Regions from separate parts of the Xenopus laevis genome. Here region 1 is linked to region 2. The links are chromatin contacts, called in public Hi-C maps. All regions are on one chromosome and are shown on one strand. Each heading gives the region's core, a stretch centred on a gene start, on an enhancer-like site or on the middle of the called end of the contact. The rest is flanking DNA. Distances are from core to core; before and after follow the strand shown.

Region 1 (3,910 bases), core at 1,199-3,698, 140 kb after region 2:
AGGTACAGGTCATTAGGAGAAAAGGCCAAAGCCTCCACCTTGACCTTGTGCAGTGTTAGTTTGGCACAGACCTCGCGTCTGCTGTAATCCCAGAGGAGAATGTCTGCCTGCGGAAACAGAAGGATGACTAGGCGACCAAGTGGCCCCATTTGAGGAGAGCCCTGCTAATCTAATACTGTATATGACCCCATAATTACTCATGGGTGCCCTCACTGTAGAGCCGTTCCTATGAGACAAGACAGGTCCTTACCTTAAATCCCATGTAGGTGACCTGACCAGACGCCAGGTATCGGCCGCTCCTGGACACGGCCAAACAGGACACATTATTGGTGTGACCCTGAAGGAACTGCTGCTTGCGGGTGTTGAGGTTTTCGATGATGATAGTGCACCCCAGGGGGTATATCAGATGCTCTCTATCAGGGTGACTGAGCAGGCCAGACGGAACATGTCCTAAACGAGACAGAACCAAACTGCTTGGACAAGCGCAAAACAACATTTGGTTTATTAAACGGACTTGGGCAACATTATTGTCTCTTACTGTGCCAGTCTGGGGGGTACGGGGTACCTGACTGGCTGTTTCAACTTCCTGTCCAGAAAAAACAGCAACGGTCCTGCCTTGCTTTTTCAGGTTTGTACAGACATCTGATCCTCTTAATTAGGTTCTTCCTTCTCAGGTTCTACCTTGTCTTATCAGGAGCCGATCATCTTCCCAGAACCTCCCTTTCCCGGTCTGGTGTCAACTAACACTCCTGGTAAGTCCATCATACAGCTCCCTGTGTGTGAGACCCTTGTCTCCCCTCCCCCGTTCCCTCTTATCAGCAGTCTCATCTCCATGTATATACCAAACAGCTCCGTCACACACACCCCAAATTACCTCTCATAATTCACCCGCCCAGAGGGTTGCTCCTTCCTCGGGGGACCTGGGGATCTCCTTCTTGACCCCCTTCCCCCGTGCTTGTAGGAACCTGCCCCATATCTCTACAACTGTCCCTTTATATGTAGTGTGCCAATTTAATGTGAACCTTACACAAAACCATATTAAAAGCAGTGTTTGTTTATAATCGCTGCACTGCTGGTTCTGAACTCCTGAGTCCCAGATAACAGAAAGGGACAGACAGACAACAGCAATGATGTTTACACATAACTATAAACCCAATGAGAACGTGGAATGCATGGCTATTTGGAAGTTGCTTAGTTAGGAAATTGCCGTTTAAAATAAAATAATGAAGTCACAAAAAAAAAACAAAGGCTGATTTGCTGATTACCCAATTGTTACCCATAGCAACCAACCAGTAATTAGGTTTTATTGGCTGGGAAAACAAAGATCTGATTGGTTGCTATGGGTTACTGCACTGGTTCAACATTAAAACCGTATGTTAGTAAACCCCCCCCCCCTTGTGAGTTTCTCATGAAATCACTGGAGTTATAAAGGCAGGATCTGGGGAGTGGAATTACATAAATCAGTGATTTCCACTCTGCAACACCTGGGGGCAGATTTATCAAGGGTCGAATTTCGAAGTAAGGAATAATTCGAAATTCGACCATCGAATGGCTTTACTTCGACTTCGAATATCGAAGTCGAAAGTTTTTTTCACAGAATTTGACCGTTTTGCTGTCAGAGTAAAATTGTTCGATCGAACGATTCGAAGTATTTCATCCATCGATCAAACAATTTTTTTCAACTTCAAAAAAACTTAGAAAACTGCTCTAGAAGGTCCCCATAGGCTAACATTGCACTTCAGCAGGTTTAATTTCGACGAAGTATTGAAGTCTACGTTTTTTTTAAAGAGACAGTACTTCGATTATCGAATGGTCGAATATTTGAACGATTTTACTTCGAAACGAATTCGCAGTCGAAGTCGTAGTATCCTATTCGATGGTCGAAGTATTCAAAAAAATTACTTAGAATTTTGAATTCCCTCTAATTCACTTCGACCCTTGATAAATCTGCCCCCTGAAGTTCATGTTCAGCTCCAACTCCCAGCACCCTCCAAGGATTTTTTGCAAACTATATGCTCTTGTTTTTAAGAGGCTGGGGGCCAAACGCCTTTCCTGCAAGTTCTTTAGAAGGGGATGAAAGGGATTTCCCACTATCCTGGCAGGGCAGCTGATCGCGATCTCACGCATGCTGCAGGCTGTAATGATTTCTATGGAGTGATGCAGCAGGTTAGAGAATATAAATGGCTATTATTAATGCAGATCCTATCAGTATGATTATTGAATGGATATCGTATACCCAGGGGCCAGTTGCTTCCTACCAGGAGGGTACCTGCTGCCAGCGCAAATGGTTGGTCTCCCTTGAGCCTCAAATGTGAGGCCCGTGACCACCCCACCCACCATCCGCCGCAGTTCACCCTCCCCGCCTTTTCTCACCGTTAAACCCGATGATCCCCTGCAACTCCAGCCGGTTCTCCTCTCCCTGTCCAGCCATCACTGCTCTCTGCTTCTCTCGTCGCCCAGCAACCCTCAACTTATCCCCTGTTTACCTGTAACCAGGCAACCAAAACTATACGCTTGCGCACTACCGCCAGCCAGTCTCACCTTTCCTGCGCATGCGCTAACCTGAAATTCATGCGCAGTATGTTTGACGACATGTTTTGCTATGTGTTTCTGTAATAATTCTATTAATTTATCAGTATGTGATCACCTGTCGACTTAGGGGTACTACTACATATAAGTATATATGCATGTAATCTGATAATTACATTGTGCAAGGGAAACAGTGTGGCAGCTCTTATTTATATTACTGTGTGGGCAAACCACTGCCCCTGCTGGGATCTAACAGCCACTGCAGCCTCTTGGATGCAATCAGAGGTGTGGCCTCTGGGCAGAGTTACTGTGATTGGCTGCTTACAAAATAATTTACAAGCTGCAAATCACTTAGCCCTCATGGCTCCCTGAAGGTCTCAACCCTTTCCCTCCAAAACAAGCCTGTGAGAGTTGGAGGTTTTGTCTTTTATAATGAAAAAAAAGGAAACACTCATTAAACTTTATTTTTCATCTTCATTAACACTCTCTAATAAGCCAAACAATATCAAAGGAATAATAGAAAAGCAAATTAATTAAAGCAGCTCAGAATACCGTAACGCAGTAAGTCATTCTACAGATGTGATACAGCAGGTTCCAGTTGAACCACACCCAATTGTCTGATACCCTCTCTCCCTCTCTGCTCAGCCAGTGATACAGCAAGCTTTTTTATTAAAGGCCCCCTACCTTGCTCCATAGAGGAGTTGGCTCAAGGCCGGACTTTGTTTATCTGACGTGGAAGCTTATTATTGATTATGTAATAAAAGGCATACATGTGCACATATTCTAGTACTAATAATCACTGGCAGGTGCGACTCATAATAATGATCTGCGGTTTCCCCTGGCACACAGCAAGTTTTTATACATAAAAGATGAAGCCAACATTGTATAGGTGTGCCTTTAATGTTAGATCTATGGGTGTGGCTAACTCATGCTCAGTCATTTTTAATGGTGCTGTGATAATGCTGGGAGGGGTAAAAGTGCTACAATTATATTGAAGGCTGCGCGATGATGGGAAGACAGCAATAAATGATGTTAAATTACATATTCGGTCGAAAAAGGTGGTTTTCTCAGCAGAACTGCAATTCTCAGCATGCTGTACCACAGGGGGCACTGGGGAGTTTAGTTCAGCAATGCATTGAGATCTCACATGGGCATGAAATTAGCTTTCTGCCCCTTTTGGAGGCTTAGAGGTGTATCTATAGGATACAAAGGGGAATATGACTGCAGCTCTGGGCTCTGCTGTAATATAAACTGTACAGTCCAAATGGTCGCAGATTATATGTCCCATATATATCCACACAAATATCCCCAAAGGCAGTGGTTTCCAGACTTTTTAGGTTATACCCCTCTGTGAGATCCATGGGGCCCTCTTTAGTTTTAA
Region 2 (4,022 bases), core at 224-2,723:
CTATGAGAAGTCATAACTACATAATGAACTAGCAGAAGCCCTAAACACATTATGCAATTGAGTTCATCAGTTCTTTCCTACAAAGTTGTTTTATACAAAACTATGATATGTATGTACAGTATATCTAAAGTTCAACAGATCCTTCGTACAAGACTGTTTTGTACTCAGAGTATTTCTCGGAGTCATCATTGTATATATATAAAAAGCTCAACAAAAACGAGGCAATCACCCAGATTTATAGCACCAACCCTCAGATCTGGAACATGAGAAAGGACCAGTAAGCAGAGCTGGGCCAAACAGTATTTGTTTGAGACAATACTACTTGGCCTACTCATCTCCCACTCCTCTACTCCTCACCAGAATGCTTGGTTCACCCCCAGCACCAGTTGTTTGCGCTTTTGCTTAAACAACACCCCCCGCTATCACAGAAGGCATACCAAAACTCATTCAAACCACCACCCCCATTTGTCTGTTTTTGCTTTCCCTGACCCCTATTGTGCCCTGGACGGCTGTCTTTGACGCCTTCCCCTAGTTACTTCCCTTCCAGTGTGCCTAAAATATAGCATGGCATTCTGCTTGTCAATAAAGAGGCAACTTTCTTATTAGCGGCCCTTTACTAATACCTTGTGCACTAAGGGCCACAAAAACACCCCACTTATTTCAAAGTGCATGTCTTCTCAGGTCTGGTTGCACTCTGCATAATGTGTTATTTATATGAAAAAATCTTGCATGAGGTGCAGAGCACAGCATTGACAGACGCAAGCCAGACCTGTCCTTGCCATTTGTCAGGAGACATGAGGTTATTACAGGGCTCCAGTGCAGCCTGCAATCACTGCAGGACTATGTGCTTTATTTTCCCTATCGGCTTATCAGTCCAGTTGGCTTCCCCAGAAAACTGCTCTAATAAGGCTGGGGAGTGGTGGAGCGGGCATGCAATTTTTATTTCCCACCCATCACCTTTTTTTTCTGGGGCGAACACTGCATGAATACAACACTGCCTATTGCTGTCACCTCTGTATTCATTAAACAGTATTAACAAAAAACATTGTGGATGGCACCAATTTTTACACTTTGTGCCCCGCCCTGCAAATATAGTCTTAGTCCCTATAGTCTAACTAAAACAGTGCACATTTTTAGGTGCTTTCATTTAGGTTCGTGATGACCTACATGTATGTGTTGAGAGCAAAGGGCAGTAACAACCAGCCCTACAAGTATTTCCAGAACAGGAAAGCGCCAACAGACCAAACCAGAAGGTATAATCACACTTGTGTTATATGTGTTGCCCATGGCACACACACCAACAAACTGGGGAAAGACGTGATGGGCCTTATATTTACCCATCAGTTAACGGCGCATAGCTCTGGCAAAGCTAAAATCTAGTGTGGGAGCTCACCATTCCAATGTAGCCCTGTATCCAACAGCCAGTAACAGTTACTATAACTGCTTCTCCAATGGGGGGGAACCTCCAGGAGAATGCTACACTGCTGCGGTTTGGGGTGAGGGGGGCTGCACTAACCTTCCACATATGATTTCAACTTTAAACTGTCCATATAATAGAAAGGATCTGAATGGAAGTGGATGTGTGCATAACCAGGTGTATAACCAAGGACCTTCTATGACTAAAGCTCGACTGGAAAGAAAAAAGTTGCCATAGAAATTGCTTGTGCAATTAAAGATGTATACAATAGTTAAAAAAAAGACATAAAGGGTGTCTTGATTCTTTGTTGTTTTTGTGAGCAGTTGATCGGGTTAAGGTAACATTTAAACTGAACACTGCAAATGATTCCTTTTTTTACATGGAGATTTCATCATATAACCAAGGAATAAGACCTGTAGCCACCATTTTGATAACATCCAGATTAATATTTTCACTGTATGTGTTTTGACATATTGGACTTAACCCCCCTCAAAGACCTCAATTATGCTGGAATCGTGGGGAAAGATGCTGCATTTTAGGTGTTAACAAGGCAGATTGTGTTTTTAATTGCAGTTGTAAATGACCAATTGTTGTTTGGTTGGATATCTGTGATGCACATTAGGAACCAGTCATGCTTTACCGACATAGTTTTATTACTACCGTCAGATTGTCTATAGGCCAACAAATATTCCTGTTTAATTGAGCCAAGCCGAGTTACATTTTTCAGCCTGCCTGACCAAACAACTAATATCCATGTGTTTAGTGGCAGACCTTTCAGGGAAGAGCTGTGTATTTTAAAAGGGTTCTTCCTTGATATATACAGTGGGGGATAGAGAACTCAGCTGCCGTTTGTCCCCTACTTTTAATCTGGAACATCCTCATGTAGCTGTGTCTGGATGTACAAATTGTATTAATCAACTTGTGGGCCAATTGATGGGATTCTATGGTGGAAGTGTGTCCAGAGTATTTGTGGGCTGGTTGATACGACCAGTCAAAATGGACAAAGGGTCACCTAACGAGGGTCATAAAATGTGTTTGTCTCTTGGCATGGTTTTTTGTGTTTCTGCTAATCTGAGTTAGATTGGCCAAAGGGATCAATTTCAGGGGCCAGGCACATTCACACCAAACAACAGTTCTGTCAGAAAGCAATCAAATTGCAAGATTCTCTGCATCTTGTCGAATACTGATCCTGCAACAAACAGTATTGGCAAAATTCTTAACCCAACTGTCAAAAGTTCTGTTTTGGGAAATAAAATGTCTTTTGTAATACAGTGCATGTCATGACAACAAAGGGACTCCAATACACTAGTGAACTAGTGTACATATAGGCGATAACTCAGCCAAAGTTCAGAGTTTAAACTGGGGCAAAGAGTAGAGAGAAAATGTTATATATTTGTCTCGTTTGTGCGTTTTACTATGACTAAGGGATTCCAGTACACTATTCAGCAGCATGTTTCTGGTCATTGCATCAGCTTCCGTTTGGGTTTATCCCTGACGGCTGTAATTATATTGGTTCTTGAGTCATGCTAAAAGGCATAATAGTGAGAGAAAGTTGCACACTGGATAATTTACTGTGTTCATATAGTGGACAACTGGGTTAAAGTTCAGAGTTTTAAACTAGAACAAAGAGTAGAGAGAAAATTTTATATATATTGGAAGATTTACATGGGCCAATAAAAGTTGCTGACTGGGTCCCTCTCTAGACCAAGTCAGCAATTATTAGATCATGTATGGGGCATTTGGGGTCCTGCTTAATCTTGAACTAGGTTTGAAAAAGCTGTACACCATTTATATAACGAGCTGCTGGCTTTAGTTTTGCATTTGGTTTTTCATATTTTCATAGGGCAAGTGTTAGCCAAAAGACTCTAAAGACAACTAAATGCCTCCCCCGAATGCAGAGATAGCTGCAGAATGGCTCCTGCTGCTGACCTGGTAATAATCTTATTCTGTAAATATGCACAGTGAAATGTGCCCTTCCTGAACACACCCCTGTGATAACACTGCCTTACCCTTCTGAGCCTTTACTAGAATACAATATGTGCTTGCTTATGGACATGGCAGCTAGTAGCAGATATGAAAAGGAAGAGGTGATATTTAATGACCATACAGGTGTTATTACACGGGCAAAGTGTAAAACAATGGCACAAAGCTTCATGTTTTGTTGCCCACAGTGCACCTTCTTTACTGTTCTTCATTTATGATGCATAGAAAGGAGTGCCATGGGATGTATGTTGCTTTAGAGCCTTGCACATAATTCCTGCTTTGAGCAGACTTTTAAAGGAATCTGTCATGATTTTTATGGTGTAGGTTTTATTTCTAACTTACACTGTTGACACTGCAAACAATTCACTCTACCATGTAAAATGTAATTCCTGAAGCAACAACTGTATTTTGTTTATTTGTAATATTGGTGTGTAGGCAGCCATCTCAGGTCAATTTGCCTGGTCAGTGCTGCGGAACTGCTTTCTGACAGGCTATTGTTTCTCCTTCTCAATGTAACTAAAGGTGTTGCAGTGGGACATGGATTTTTACTATTGAGTTTTGTTCTTATATCTACCAGGGAGCTGATATCTGGTTACCTTCCCATTGTTCTACTGATGGGCTG

What was found. A called contact is a pair of places that touch in the nucleus more often than the background predicts.
Region 1: a contact with region 2 is called in a Hi-C map of the XL177 cell line, with 2.9 times the contacts expected there. The contact joins the promoter of cfap52.L here to the promoter of fbxw10.L in region 2. A contact is called at or near these places in 2 of 4 Hi-C or Micro-C datasets (the XL177 cell line and the XTC cell line).

Annotation. Positions count from the first base shown.
Region 1 is chr9_10L:52,237,142-52,241,051 of Xenopus_laevis_v10.1, forward strand. cfap52.L (cilia and flagella associated protein 52 L homeolog) reads right to left here and starts at 2,449. Exons shown (of 14, transcript NM_001095991.1): 1 at 2,374-2,449; 2 at 251-450; 3 at 1-107. The coding sequence starts at 2,431. It overlaps tbc1d24.2.L (TBC1 domain family member 24-like), which reads right to left. Exons shown (of 7, transcript XM_018235469.2): 7 at 2,978-3,910.
Region 2 is chr9_10L:52,099,503-52,103,524 of Xenopus_laevis_v10.1, forward strand. fbxw10.L (CMT1A duplicated region transcript 1 protein) reads right to left here and starts at 1,474. Exons shown (of 14, transcript XM_018235455.2): 1 at 1,394-1,474.